2 separate regions of the Arachis hypogaea genome follow, and region 2 is linked to region 1. A link is a contact called in public Hi-C data. All regions are on one chromosome and are shown on one strand. The core of a region is the stretch at or near the end of the contact, and the rest is flanking DNA. Distances in the headings are between cores, read along the strand shown.

What was found. A called contact is a pair of places that touch in the nucleus more often than the background predicts.
Region 2: a Hi-C map of leaf shows a contact between it and region 1, with 2.9 times the contacts expected there. The contact joins the enhancer-like site here to the promoter of LOC112716352 in region 1. A contact is called at or near these places in 3 of 8 Hi-C or Micro-C datasets (leaf and an unstated tissue).

The regions. Positions count from the first base shown.
Region 1 is chr10:107,065,750-107,072,309 of arahy.Tifrunner.gnm2.J5K5, reverse strand. It overlaps LOC112716352 (AAA-ATPase ASD, mitochondrial), which reads right to left and starts at 4,030. Exons shown (of 2, transcript XM_025768247.3): 1 at 2,981-4,030; 2 at 1,371-2,134. The coding sequence starts at 4,030. The coding sequence ends at 1,745.
Region 2 is chr10:107,112,602-107,119,161 of arahy.Tifrunner.gnm2.J5K5, reverse strand. No RefSeq gene overlaps it. Among protein-coding and RNA genes, the nearest start is that of LOC112716354, 14 kb to the left of the region's middle. Within about 2 kb of position 3,066, at least 3 of the 3 cell types and tissues checked have open chromatin away from gene starts, as enhancers often do.

The sequences.
Region 1 (6,560 bases), core at 2,781-5,280:
AAGAAACTACCTAAACATAAGTTAAAAAATAAAAGAACGCTTATGCATCAACATTTTAGAAATATAATTGTTATGAAGAAAAATATATTCTTATAAAAGTTGTAAAATAAAATTCAATCAAATTCTAAAAATTATTTACCTAAAAAGAACATTATTTTTTTGGTGGTTCAGAAAAACAAATTCTAAAGTTCTAGGTATCCACTCTCGTCTCCGTTTTGTAAAAAATTTCATCAAATCAAATAGTTTAGTAGTTAACTGTCGTTTACAAAAGTGGGAAGCGGGGAAGAAATGAAGGGACCAAATTGGAATTTCTGGGAGTTGATGCAAATTCAAAGCATCCATGCATTCACATTGATTGATTTTGAATATTAAAACAAGGTAAAGTAGTAAGTTTATAGGATAAAGTTCACAAAAGTGAAGAACATGATAAAATAATAAAGCAAGATTTTAATTATCTTTAAATTAAGATGGTAAGAATTTCAATTAATAATGGTTAGAAATTCAAAGATAATTAGTGTTTTTTTTTGTCGTCTATGGTATTTTTCAATTTCAATAGGTCAAAAATTAATCTATTAAAAATTAAATTTTATTTAAAGAGTTATCATTAGTTAATAAGTTGCTTGCATACAATATAAAATTCAAATTTTGGACACTTAACGAGTGAATTAACCAGTCAACTAATTCAATTAATTGTGTTATTTTATAATTTTACCAACTTTTTCACTTTAGAGGATTGACTATCATTTTTTTTTTTGTTAAATGATTTGCCTAATGGATGTAGATGGAACGGGTCATGTCCATGAATAAACAAAAGGGGAGGCCCAACAAAGAAAAATAAATTCGAAATTCGTTCAAATTTATGGAGTTTTTCACATTTTCTGACCAAAATACGGAGTTTCAGATATTTGCCAACTCCCAAAAAAAAAATTTGTCGGCCTAATGGATTTATGTTCTTTATAACTTCATGATTTGGTCCAGTATGTATAACAATGAAAATAAGTTATTCTTCAAAAAGAAATTCGAGAAGACAAATTATTAAGAGGACTTCTTAATTGGAAAAAAAGGATAGTGATCCATTTAGGAAAGGAAAAAGAGGAATATATATTTATTTCTATATAATCAAATCTGAGTACATAATAACAGGTTTTTATTCTTATTATTTTCAAAACTGTTGAATTTATTTATTTTATTTTTTAAAGAGAGAAAATCCAAGTAGACATGCATTTTGATGTTTCCTACTGCAATATTAGTTCTTGTTTCTTTGCATTGTGTGTGTTTTCAACCCTGTTTTTGGCCACCGTCTTTTAAGCAACTTGTAAGTTTTAACCATTCACAGTTCAGTGTTTGCATATAATTAAAGGGATATGATATTAGCTTCCCAAATGATAAGCTCTGGTTCATTCTGTTCAACTTTATCATCATTTTAGCACATATCTATTGGATTTTAAGTTAGGTCCTCAACTATTAGTTATTGTACACATAGCCGCTAAAATAATTCAGCAAAATCCAGGCCTAACAGGACCCTATATTTCCACAATTTTCCAATGACATAAACAGATAAAAAATTTAAAAAAAATGTATAAATATTTTTGAATGCCTCATCCATTCCCTTCCACTAAGCCACTCCCTTTTAGCCTCTAATTTGTGGCTTTAGTCGGCCGCCGATTCTAAGCTCGATTTAAGAATCTCTTACTGTTGCTGGTCAATGAATTGCTCCATAAATAACATAGTTAAAAGAATCTTTTTAAGTATTGCTTGCATGTTTGTTCTGTTTGAAGTTGGTTTCTTCAAGTGATTGAATCAAAGCCTTCAAATAAAGGTCTGGATTGTTCCCAAAAGCAGGTTTGGGCATAAAGTGCTCAGCAACATCAGCTGGTGTGATTTGAGAGTGTTTGAGCAAGTCAGAAATTGTTGAAAACAAATGGTGTGATTCAATTTTAAGGTAATTCTTGGCCAGCAACTTGAATGCCTCAAATCCACAGTATGATAATTCAATGTGCATGTCCATTCTCCCTCTTCTCACCAATGCTGGATCCAATTTCTCAACATAGTTTGTAGTGAAAACTATTAGCCTCTCTCCTCCACATGCAGACCACAATCCATCAATGAAGTTCAGAAGCCCTGAGAGTGTAACCTGTTACATTCATTGCACAAATATCATCATGAGTACCAAGTACAATACAATTCGGATAGGACACATAACAATAAATATAATAATTTTATGAAAAAAAAAAAGATAACAGAATAGTCAAATTTTAAAAAGTTTAAAATAACAATATTATATTTGATATAGATTTTAGATATATACACCATAGTTAAGCGAGCAAAAATAAAATAACTACTGAAATTATATTCATCTAATATAAACTTAAAAAACTCGTTTAAAAAAAAAATAATCAAACACGTAAGCCAAGATCTAACCAAACTTAAAATTTAATATATTTTATTAGATTTAGATTTGTCATTTTTATTTGATATTATTTTAAGAATTAAAATATGCAATTAGTAATAAAAATTATATTTTTATATTTTAATTAATATTTTTATATTATAATAATATTTTTACTTTAAAATATTTTATATATAATAAAACTCACCCTAACTAATGTTTAGATTTACTTGCACTTAATAATTTGGTGAAAATTTAAGTACCGATAATTTCATGTAAATTTGGACTTTATTTTATTTTTGTAATTTAAATAAAAAAATTTATCTTATAATTTAAAAATTAAAAATAAAAAATTTTGGTTTTTAAAATTTTTTTTTAGGATTTTGGATTTCGAATTTAGAGTTTCGGTTTATGATTTAGGGTTTGTAGATAGTTGTAAGTGATTAAATTTAATTAAACATATCAAATTATTTAACTATTCTCAACTATTAACTTTGTAGCTAAGTTTTCTATTTTTATATTTTATTTTTTTTCACAAAATTTAAAAAATAAAAAATACTAAAATTGAAGTATTTCTGCAATGTAGCTAACCTGGCTGCTCTTAACATCTCTTTCTTTCAACCCACTCTGCTTCTTCTTCCGTTGATCTTCTTCTTCTTCTTCTTCTTCATCTTCCTTCGCTCTTTCCATTTTCTTCCTCCTCTGACCAGTTAGATCAAGTGAACAATCTATGTCCTCAATCACAATAATGGACTTGCTTGATGTCTCAATCAACAGCTTCCGCAACTCTGTGTTGTCCTTCACAGCAGTCAGTTCCAAATCATACAAATCATATCCCAACAGATTCGCCATCGCCGCGATCATCGTCGACTTCCCCGTCCCCGGAGGACCAAAAAGTAAATACCCTCTCTTCCAGGCCCTTCCAATTCTTGCATAAAACTCCCTTGACTTACTAAACGTTACCAAATCATCAATGATCCTTTTCTTCAGTTCCTCGTCCATCGCCACGCTTTCAAACGTTGCCGGATGCTCAAACACAACATGGTTCCAAAACGAACCGCTATTAGTATAAAGCTTCCTCTGCCTATTTCTAACCATAACCGCTTTACCTTCTCTCATAACATGATTAAGATATGTTCCTAAAACCATGTTTCTATGTTGTTTATGGAAGGTAAGCTTGTAGTACCTTTTCTCGTCCGCTAAATTGTTGTGTAGAGAAAGTGTTTGGGATTTGGCAACGTTTTTGCCAGAAACCCACCAAAGCTTAACACCATTGAACTCATCACACACTTCTTCATGGTCATCCATGGTAAGAAGAAGGGTTTGGTTGTTCTTGCCTATGTCACCTTTGAGTCTCTTAGCTTGTGTTGTGGCCTTGGAAGAAAGGTAATTCTGTATGGAAGTATAAGCCTCACTTCTACTCATGTGTCTATCACCAATGAGTTCATTGAATGTGATTTGGATGTAAGGGTAAACAAAAGAGAACAACCTTAGAGTGTGTTTTTGTGCTTGGTTTCGGATTTGGAATGGGAAGAATTTCTCGAATATGGCCCAAATAAACATCAATGAAGCAATTATGGATCCTATTTGACCAAACATCGTGTCTCCTGCTCTTGTCTTCATCTTACTCTCCTCGATCATCTTTTTGAGAAGGCTTTTAGGGACTTGTCTTTTATAGAGGTTAAGTATTGCTATATGAACAAGGCATATACGTCACTCACCACGCGTCCACGCGTGTAACTTAGGCACCAAGCATCTTATTTTTATTTTATCCACAAAATGACACTTTCTTATCTTAAATTTCATTTCTTTTCTATTTACAATATGCATATTAAAATAACATGTTATTTATTTTTTAATTAAAATATAATTACTATAATTATATATATATATATTAGTAGATACTTATTTTATTAATTTTCATAATAATAATATAAAATATTTTAAATTTTTATGTATTTCATAATAATAAATAAAATTATTATATCAATAATATATATTATTTGAATTAACCAAAAAATTATCACTAATTTATATATAGAATTCTAATTAATTTTAAAAAATAGTTTGGTCAAGAAAATTAATTTATTAAAAATATTAATTAATCTAATAATTTAATATTTTAACTAGATTAATTATTGATTCATTTTTGATAGTTATGCTTTGAATGTTTTTATATTTTATTTGATGGGTAAAATTTTAAGTAAGAAATTGAAAATGAATTAAGAATTTTACTCTTGTTTGATCAGTATGTTTATATTATGTGACCTTATGTCGGTATGTGTGCTTACTAAATTGTCTCGTATACACCGACTATACATTGCCTAATCAACTGGATAAAGAGTGTGCAAGTGCAATAAACGTACCTAACTGATTACCCTCCATCAATCATGCACGAACAAACTGTTATGGGATAGGACACGACATAAGATATATTGATACACGAATTAAAATTTTATAAGACACGAATATATATATATATATAATATAAAATATTTTTTTTAGATAAATTATAATAATATTTTAATATTTTATTGATATTAAAATATAAATTAATTTTTTAATTATTTTTAATATTTTATTTTAATTATATCAAGTATTTAAAATATTTTTTATTTTAATAAATAATAATATATTATATATAAATTTATTTTAAAAAAATATGTTAAGAATAAGGTTGAACACACTGATATGTGATGGTATTTAGGTGTATCCAAAAGTATTTGGAAAAAAATTTTTTCTTTTTATTAAGACACGGTTAGACACAGCAAACACGCGTGTCGAATAAATATCGGTAAATATTGTGTTCGAAATGTGTCCGACATACAGACATGACAACTCAGCGAAGTGTCTGTGCTTCATAGCCCTCAATAGCCTTCAATAGCGAGCAAATGACAACGAATTCTGAAGATCAGTGTTCAAACATTAGGGAGAAAGATGGCAGAATAGAATTAACAACTAATAATTAACGGCTCAATTAATAGACAATAAAAAATCTAAACAATGTAAACAACAGATTGAAAATTTGGCCTAATAAAATTTAAAAAAAAAACACTCCACTCAAATTACCCAACTAAAAAATTTCGTTCAGTAATTCAAAAATTTTAACAATCTATTATACTCTAATTTACTAAAATAACAGCTTCTCCCCAAATTTTCTACAGTTACGCGGTTGCTTGGTCACCAACTAGCTCCCATCGTTGCCGCTGGGATCCCTTCACTGCCGCTGGTTCGTCAATAAGAACCCTCATCGATACTTAAGGATAACCATCAATCATTCGCATATCTAGTAAATTGAACATTCGGCATATTTTAATTGTATCTAACTAAACAAATTCCAATCAAATAACTATTCACATAAAAATTAAATTAACCATTCGCATATCTACTAAAATGACCATATGGTATATTATGAATTTCCTTTAAAGAAGAATAAAAAAATGAAATTTCGCATGTGATGTCCAAGAGGCATGCAACTCATGAGATCTTGGCGGTATGAGCCACTGGACAGGTTATGATGCTCAGGAATAGGCTCCATATTTAGTTCACTCTTGGGCAATATGAACCCCATGGCCAAATCCAGGCATCGTCAAATTCAGCAAAAAAGGTTGATCAGCAGAGCTGCGAATCGTGAAGGGAGAGGTGGTATGGTGGTCGGGCGGCGAGAGTTTTGCGGCGACGACGATGACTGTTGCAAGGGAAATTGATACCGGCGAGGGGGTGCAAAACGGTGTCACTATCTGGAGGAAGAGAACTACTACGGTGGTAAAGCAGCAGCGATGTCAAGATCTTTGTAGTGATGACTATGACGGTTGCGGGAGAAACCGACACCATTGAGAAGGTGGTGGGATACAAAACGTAAAATATGTGAAAGTGTAACGTGCGTAGTGGTTTAAGTGTTAATTCTAATGTTTTCAAATTTAAAATCTGATCATAATTATTTAATTAATTAAGAATCTGATTTTTAATTATAAATTTACCTTTTTTTAAAACCGTTGTTGACTATATACATTATTTTTCTATACTTTTTCAATAATTATTCACCAATTTGGATAATTTAGTGATTAATTTAATGATCTATTTAGATAAGTATTAGGAGTTTGAATGCTTTATGCATATAGTAATTCAAATTCTACTAATGCTTTATGCATATAGTAATTCAAATTCTACT
Region 2 (6,560 bases), core at 1,817-4,316, 48 kb before region 1:
AAAATTGCCAACAATTAACCCCTATTTTCCTTCATCATTTTTTACGACTGTGTTGCTCGGACGAAGGTTTTCCGATGTTGGGACCCCTCCCTCCGCCGTCACGTCTTTGTTGTTCGTCACGCAGTCTACGACTATGTGACCGTAGCAGTTACATGAATCATAAATGAGCTCTAGATGTTCATATTCTACTTTGTATACCACATCATCCACTTCAATCTCATCTATCACTGGAATGTTTAAGTTAATCTGTACACAGATTCGGGCAAAATTTTTCTTCTCCGCTTCTTTGGTTGCCACATCTACTTATATCGGCTTGCCGACCATCGCCGCTATACGTCACATGACCTTTTTCTTGCAATACATTATCTTTAGACCAGTGAAATGGATCCAGATAAGTGTAGAACTAAAAGAGTCCTCTGTAGGATGAAAATTAAAAGACTAAGGTTTCACTGCCATGCAAAAATCTTCAATCATTCACGGGCCTTTGAGTAGGACTTTCTCTTGATTCTCCCTCAGATCACATTTCACTAGGAAGTAGTCATTTCCTACATCTAGGATCTCATATCCTCCTTTTGCTTCCAAATATATCTGTGTTTATGCAACAAGACTATGTAACTAAAATATTTTTGCATCACCTTGACCTCAATGGAGTCATTATAGGGTTCCGCTAGAGCCCTTCTCCCTTCCTCAGAGAAGGTGACCTTAGGTCTCCCCCCTCGACCTCCTTCAACCACGGCTACACGGTACTCATCCAAAGAGTCATCAATGACTAAGGGTTTTGGGGTCAACAAACCAACCACCTTATCCCTAAAAGAAATCTTAGGTCCAGCAGCTTTTGTCGTGAATTGTTTTTCCATGTATTGCTTCCATCCTCTTTTGCTTCCTTCCCCATGCCTCCCACATCCTTTTGAAAAGTGAACGGTTCTAGATTTTTTCTTTGTCTTTTTCCGATGGATTAGCCTGCGTCGCCACTCTCTCGTTCAGCCCGCTCTCTCCTTCTCTCACTTTTTTATAAAGCAATAAAGGAATTAATAATTTAAACCATGTAAGAGAAGATGTTGAATAGTTAAATCACACTTTACAAAAAATTTGATAACAAAATTGAGAAGATCTATTTTTCTTGTGACGTGAATTTAATTAATTGCTTCTTGAATTTATTCTTTATTCTTAAATTATCTATCTCTTTTATTTCTTAAATTTATTAAAAAAATCTGATGTATCTAAATATGATTTTGCCTAAATATATTAACTTTTAATAAAAAATAAATAAATAATGAAGGAACAGTTCCTTCTAGAAAGAGGGAAGAATTATATATCGAACTCTTTGTTTTTAAAAAATAAAAAATGAATGCCACAATGTACATACACTTAGCATGGATATTGTTCATTTTATGTCTGAATACAAGACTCCACGGAGACACTTGATTGTATTTGTCATTTTAATTTGATTGTGAACCTATTCCATGTATAGAAATCGTTAATTACATCAAAAGCAATGTTTGTGGTCCTCCAAAAGCTACCTTTGATCAACCAATTTTAATATATAAGGTTTAATGTACCTGTTGCCAGAAAAAAGGGAAAGCTTAACATTAATGTTAGCTCTTAAAAGTCTTATTGTTAATAAAAGGGTTGTCATTTTTTTGGCCTGGCAGTGTCAAATCTTATCTAACTGCTTAGACAGAATTTTTGTGGGGACAAAAAAATTTTAACACAAAAGTTATATAATAGCATTTATATTAAATGAAATTTATAAATATAAATATTTTTTAATTAGAAAAAACTACCCAAAATACACCTAAATTATTTTATTGTTGACAAAAATATCTTTAAATTTTGTTATCGACAAAAATATTCTCAAATAATTTAAAAATATGCCAAAGATATACCTCTGTGAATTGAGCCGCACTACGTTAACGAAAAAATAACAGTATTTTTGTTATTTTCAAATAATTGAAAGATATTTTTGTCGATAATATAAATAAAAGGTATTTTTATCAATGTCAAAATAATTCGAGTATATTTTTATAATTTACCTTTTTGAAGTATGACACTAATATATTAATAAACGAATAATTTTACAAATAAAAATTATAAAATACTTTAAAATAATACTGTTTAAATAATACTTTAAAATAATACTGAAGTGACTTGACATTTTTAATAATTGAAATATAAACTTAACTTTTCAATATTTTTTATCAATATAAATAACCAAATTAAATGAATATTTGAATGCCTCTATCTAGAAAATTTCAATCAAAGAATTCATAATTCATAAAAAATAAAATAATATTAAATTAAGTAAAAAAAAAAACAAAGCTTTAACCGATAGTAACTGAAAATTAGAAAAGGGGACAAGAAAATGTATTCATGGAGGCAAAAATTTTTGTGGGTTTATCGTTTATTTAATTGATTTTTTATAATTAGTTAAAATTTGAATGAGTATGAATTCGAATCACAGGTATTCAAACTACTAATGTTTATATAAAAATTTTGGGGTGAGGACCATGGCCCCATGGTCATAACAAAGCTCCGATTGAAAAAAAAATTTTTTACATCATCTTTTAATTTGACAATATTTGTTGTTGTCTAATTAATTTTGAATTTTTGACACTTATTTAGTGGATTAGTGACTAAATTAATTTAATTTTTTTTATTTTCTACGGTATCTTTTATTCTAGCAGGCTAATGACTAATTCATCGTTTTATTTTTATTGTTCATAATATCCCACAACTCGATAAGTCAACCACTAATTCATTACGAATTTGAGTTATATTTAAGAGTCTGTCGCTGACCAATGAATCACTGCATACACAAAGCATAATTTGAACTCCCGATACTTACTTAAACGGACAAGCGACTTGACTACCCAACTAACCAAGTTGGTTTTGTTTATTCAAATTTAATCCTTTCTTTAATTATTTTTGGTCTGACCCAAATTTAGTCTCATTCTTTTTTGGACTTCAAGCCAACATTAATCTCAACGGTACCTGTGTGCCATATAAGGCCTAGACGAATTTGGTGGGCTTACACATCAGCAACTTTGATTTCATAGAAACCATTTTGGAGTGGACTATAATAGATGTTGGGCTTTTTAATACCGCCTTCTACGATGATAGTTTTGGAGCCCGCATTTATAATCCCCAGTATATTTTTTTAGTGATATCCAAATTAGTTTCTACAAAAAAAGTTGATAATTTGTCTCTTACTTGTTTTAGAAGATTAGGAGATCAATTTGTTAGTGGAAAAATAGAGTACAACTACAAAGAAAAATTTGGTAGCTACAACCTTTCTCTTTTAAGAATATTAAAAGAATTAGTTTCTAATTGAATAAATACATAAATCAATTTTTATTTTAAAATTTTAGACAATTTAATTACCACTCAAATTTTTATGACTTTTTAAAAAATTTAGATATTAATTTTCTAATATTTCAAAATAACATGAATCAATTTGTCAATTTTTTTGGGGAGTCAGAGATTAACTTGACCAATTTGGGATTTTAGACTTTTTATTTTTCTATATGAGAAACGACAAAGTACGTGCTAATTCTTTTTTAGACCGCAGTGTACTAAACTTCTAAAATATTAAGACGTGTATTTAAAAGAAAATAATGTTTTATACATTATTATGGACTACAAAGTACAAACCCAATTGTATTGTCATTTTTAGGGCTTCTCCTTACTTTGGGATTTAAAAAAAAAAAATCCAACAACATATACTTACAAATAAAATTAACAAATTTACCCTCCAAAAAAATCTAATTTGTATTCACATACAAACTAATATAATTAATAAAATCATAAAAAAAATTCTAATTTTCATCAACATACACTAATTAATATGATTATTAAAATTATCCAAAAAATTATAATTTCTATTATCATACTAACAAATATAATTAATAATAAAAAAAGGTTAAGTAGACTAAGCGTTGTGCTTAACAGTAATACTATATGTGTACTATGTAAAAAGGAGATAGAATCTGTGCAGCATCTATTTCTGTTTTGTGAGTTCACCTGGCAGATATGGTGTGCTTGGTTGAGGACTTGGGATAGAGATTGGACCATTCTTGGAACCATTAAAGAACTGTTTGAAAGTTAGACCAGCATGCACACTAAAAAAGACACGCAGAAGACATGGCTGAGTGGATTCTTTGCAGTGATTTGGAACGTCTGGTTGGAGCGCAATGTCAGAATTTTCAATAATAAAGAAACAGGTGTTGATATCATAAAGAAAAGGACGTTTTTGAGCTACAAAGAATGGACTGATAAGAATCCTTGTGGTTGTTGATGGCAATGTCGGAGATGACCGAGAAGTCATAACTTTTGTATGCAGTTTAATTTATGTTTGTTTGCTCGCGCTCCACTCTAATGTGTTGAGCTTTCTTTACTTCAAAAAAATTATAATTAATAATATTATTAAACATAATATAATTATAAACATAATATTATAATTAAAATAATATAATTATCAATATACTAACTAATAATATTATTAAATATATAAAATAAATATTTCTTAAAATTATCTAAAAAATATTATTATTAACAAACTAATATTATTAACAAATATCAAGAAAAAAAAAACGTGCTGGTCCCAAAAATTACCAAAAAATATTACCCAACATTATTAATTCTAATTTCTCTAATATCAAATTCCCAAAAAAAAAAATCCATTACTATTACTAACACACTGTGAATAAACATCATTAAGCAACAACATTAACATTATTTAATTAACATAAACGTCATTTAAACAACAACACTACACTATATATTCTCATTCTCTACACATACTACACTATAACACTATCATTTAAGCTACAACATTATGCTAAGCAAATTTTTATAGAAAAAAAACCTTACCTATATAGTTGGGATGCCTAAAATACTAAGTAATATGATATTCAAAACGATCAATTTCTTTGTTTTTTATTGCTCTAGGCATTTGTTCTAAGGGAAAAAAATTAGAATCCTATTACTACTACACCCTCATTCCCTGTTAATTTTTGAAATAAGTATAAAAGTGATAGCGAGTTGTATGAGAGTGAGAGAGACTAGTCTTTTTCACCCCATATACATGTACGACATCCGCTTATCTCTATAAAAAATACGCTAAAAATCAACAGCAAAAACGACGACTTGTATTGATACTTTTTAATTTATCGATTTTTTAATAATGTAAAAAAATCAATGATTAAATTGTCAACAATAAAAGAAAGAGAAGTTTTCCATTTTTTTATAAAATCGACGGTCAGACTATCGATAATATGATTTAAAATTGACAAACGAGCCGTCGATAATAATAAAAGCTAATATTTCTTTTTGTAATAAAATCGACGACCATTTCATCAATTTCGGTATTTATTAACAACTTAGATGTTTGTTATTTTATTTTCTTACTTTACTTTTAATAAAAAACGAGACAGCTAAGTTTTCACTACAAGAAAAATGTTGAGTACCGTCGGATTTACCGTTGTCTTGGAGTTCACCGTATCAACGTCGCGAAAAACGGCTCACTGGCGATTTTTTCGTCCAACGCTAATTACCTATGAATTTTTCGTCGATATTTTCAATGGATTTGTCGAGATTGAGTTGATGATTAATTACCGTCGGATTTATCGATGAGCACCAACAATTGAAAGCCTATTAGAACAAATGCATTATAAAGACATCACGAAAATGAAAATGGAAGCAAATAAATCAGAAACCAAAAGAAAAGATGGATGCAACACAAAGAGAGTAAAAGGTAGGGATCGAAGATGGGTTACCGTGAGTTAAAGGGAAAGATTAGAGGTAGCGACAACAGGGCGAATTAACGGAGTTATAGCAACGACGAGGTGGCGCGATGGGGTGTTTAGAGTTTAAAGATGTGGTTCTGAAATTGTAGATAATGGTTTTGAAATTGGGAGGGTGCTTCTTTTTTAGTGAGATTGAGGGAGGGGGCAATTTGCACGTGAATTAATTCTAGGTATAACTCGACGGATAGATCGTCGATTTTAATCATTCGTAAAATAGACAGATCGATAAACTGTCGATTATATATAAAGTTAAATCTTAACCATCCATCACTCTTTGAATAGATATCTTGATCGTTCAAATTATCGACAGTGTAGGCTGACAATAATATTGAATATAAAATTGACAACACTATCACTCTCTCAACAACATTATGAACGCGTGGTAGAATGGGCATTTGGTGCAAAAAAAAAAATAGTCGAATTAGTTGTCGATTTTAATAGGTAGCCTCTATTAGCAATTGTTTTTTACAGAATGCCGACTTGCCGTCGAAAATTATCGACACCTGCGATAGGCATCGATTTTTTGCGTCAATTTTTAGTGTGTTTCTTGTAGTGCATGACAAAGAAATAGAATGCTATAATTTCTTTCTAACAAAATCAAGTTGTCTGATTTTTACTTTAATAAATTCTCACCATTCAATTTCTTCTTTACAGTTCTCACATGTTGATTTTTTTTTAACAAAGGGAGCTCAACACATTAAAGTGGAGCATGTAGAAACAGAACACAACATCGAAAACAACACAAAAATATCGTAT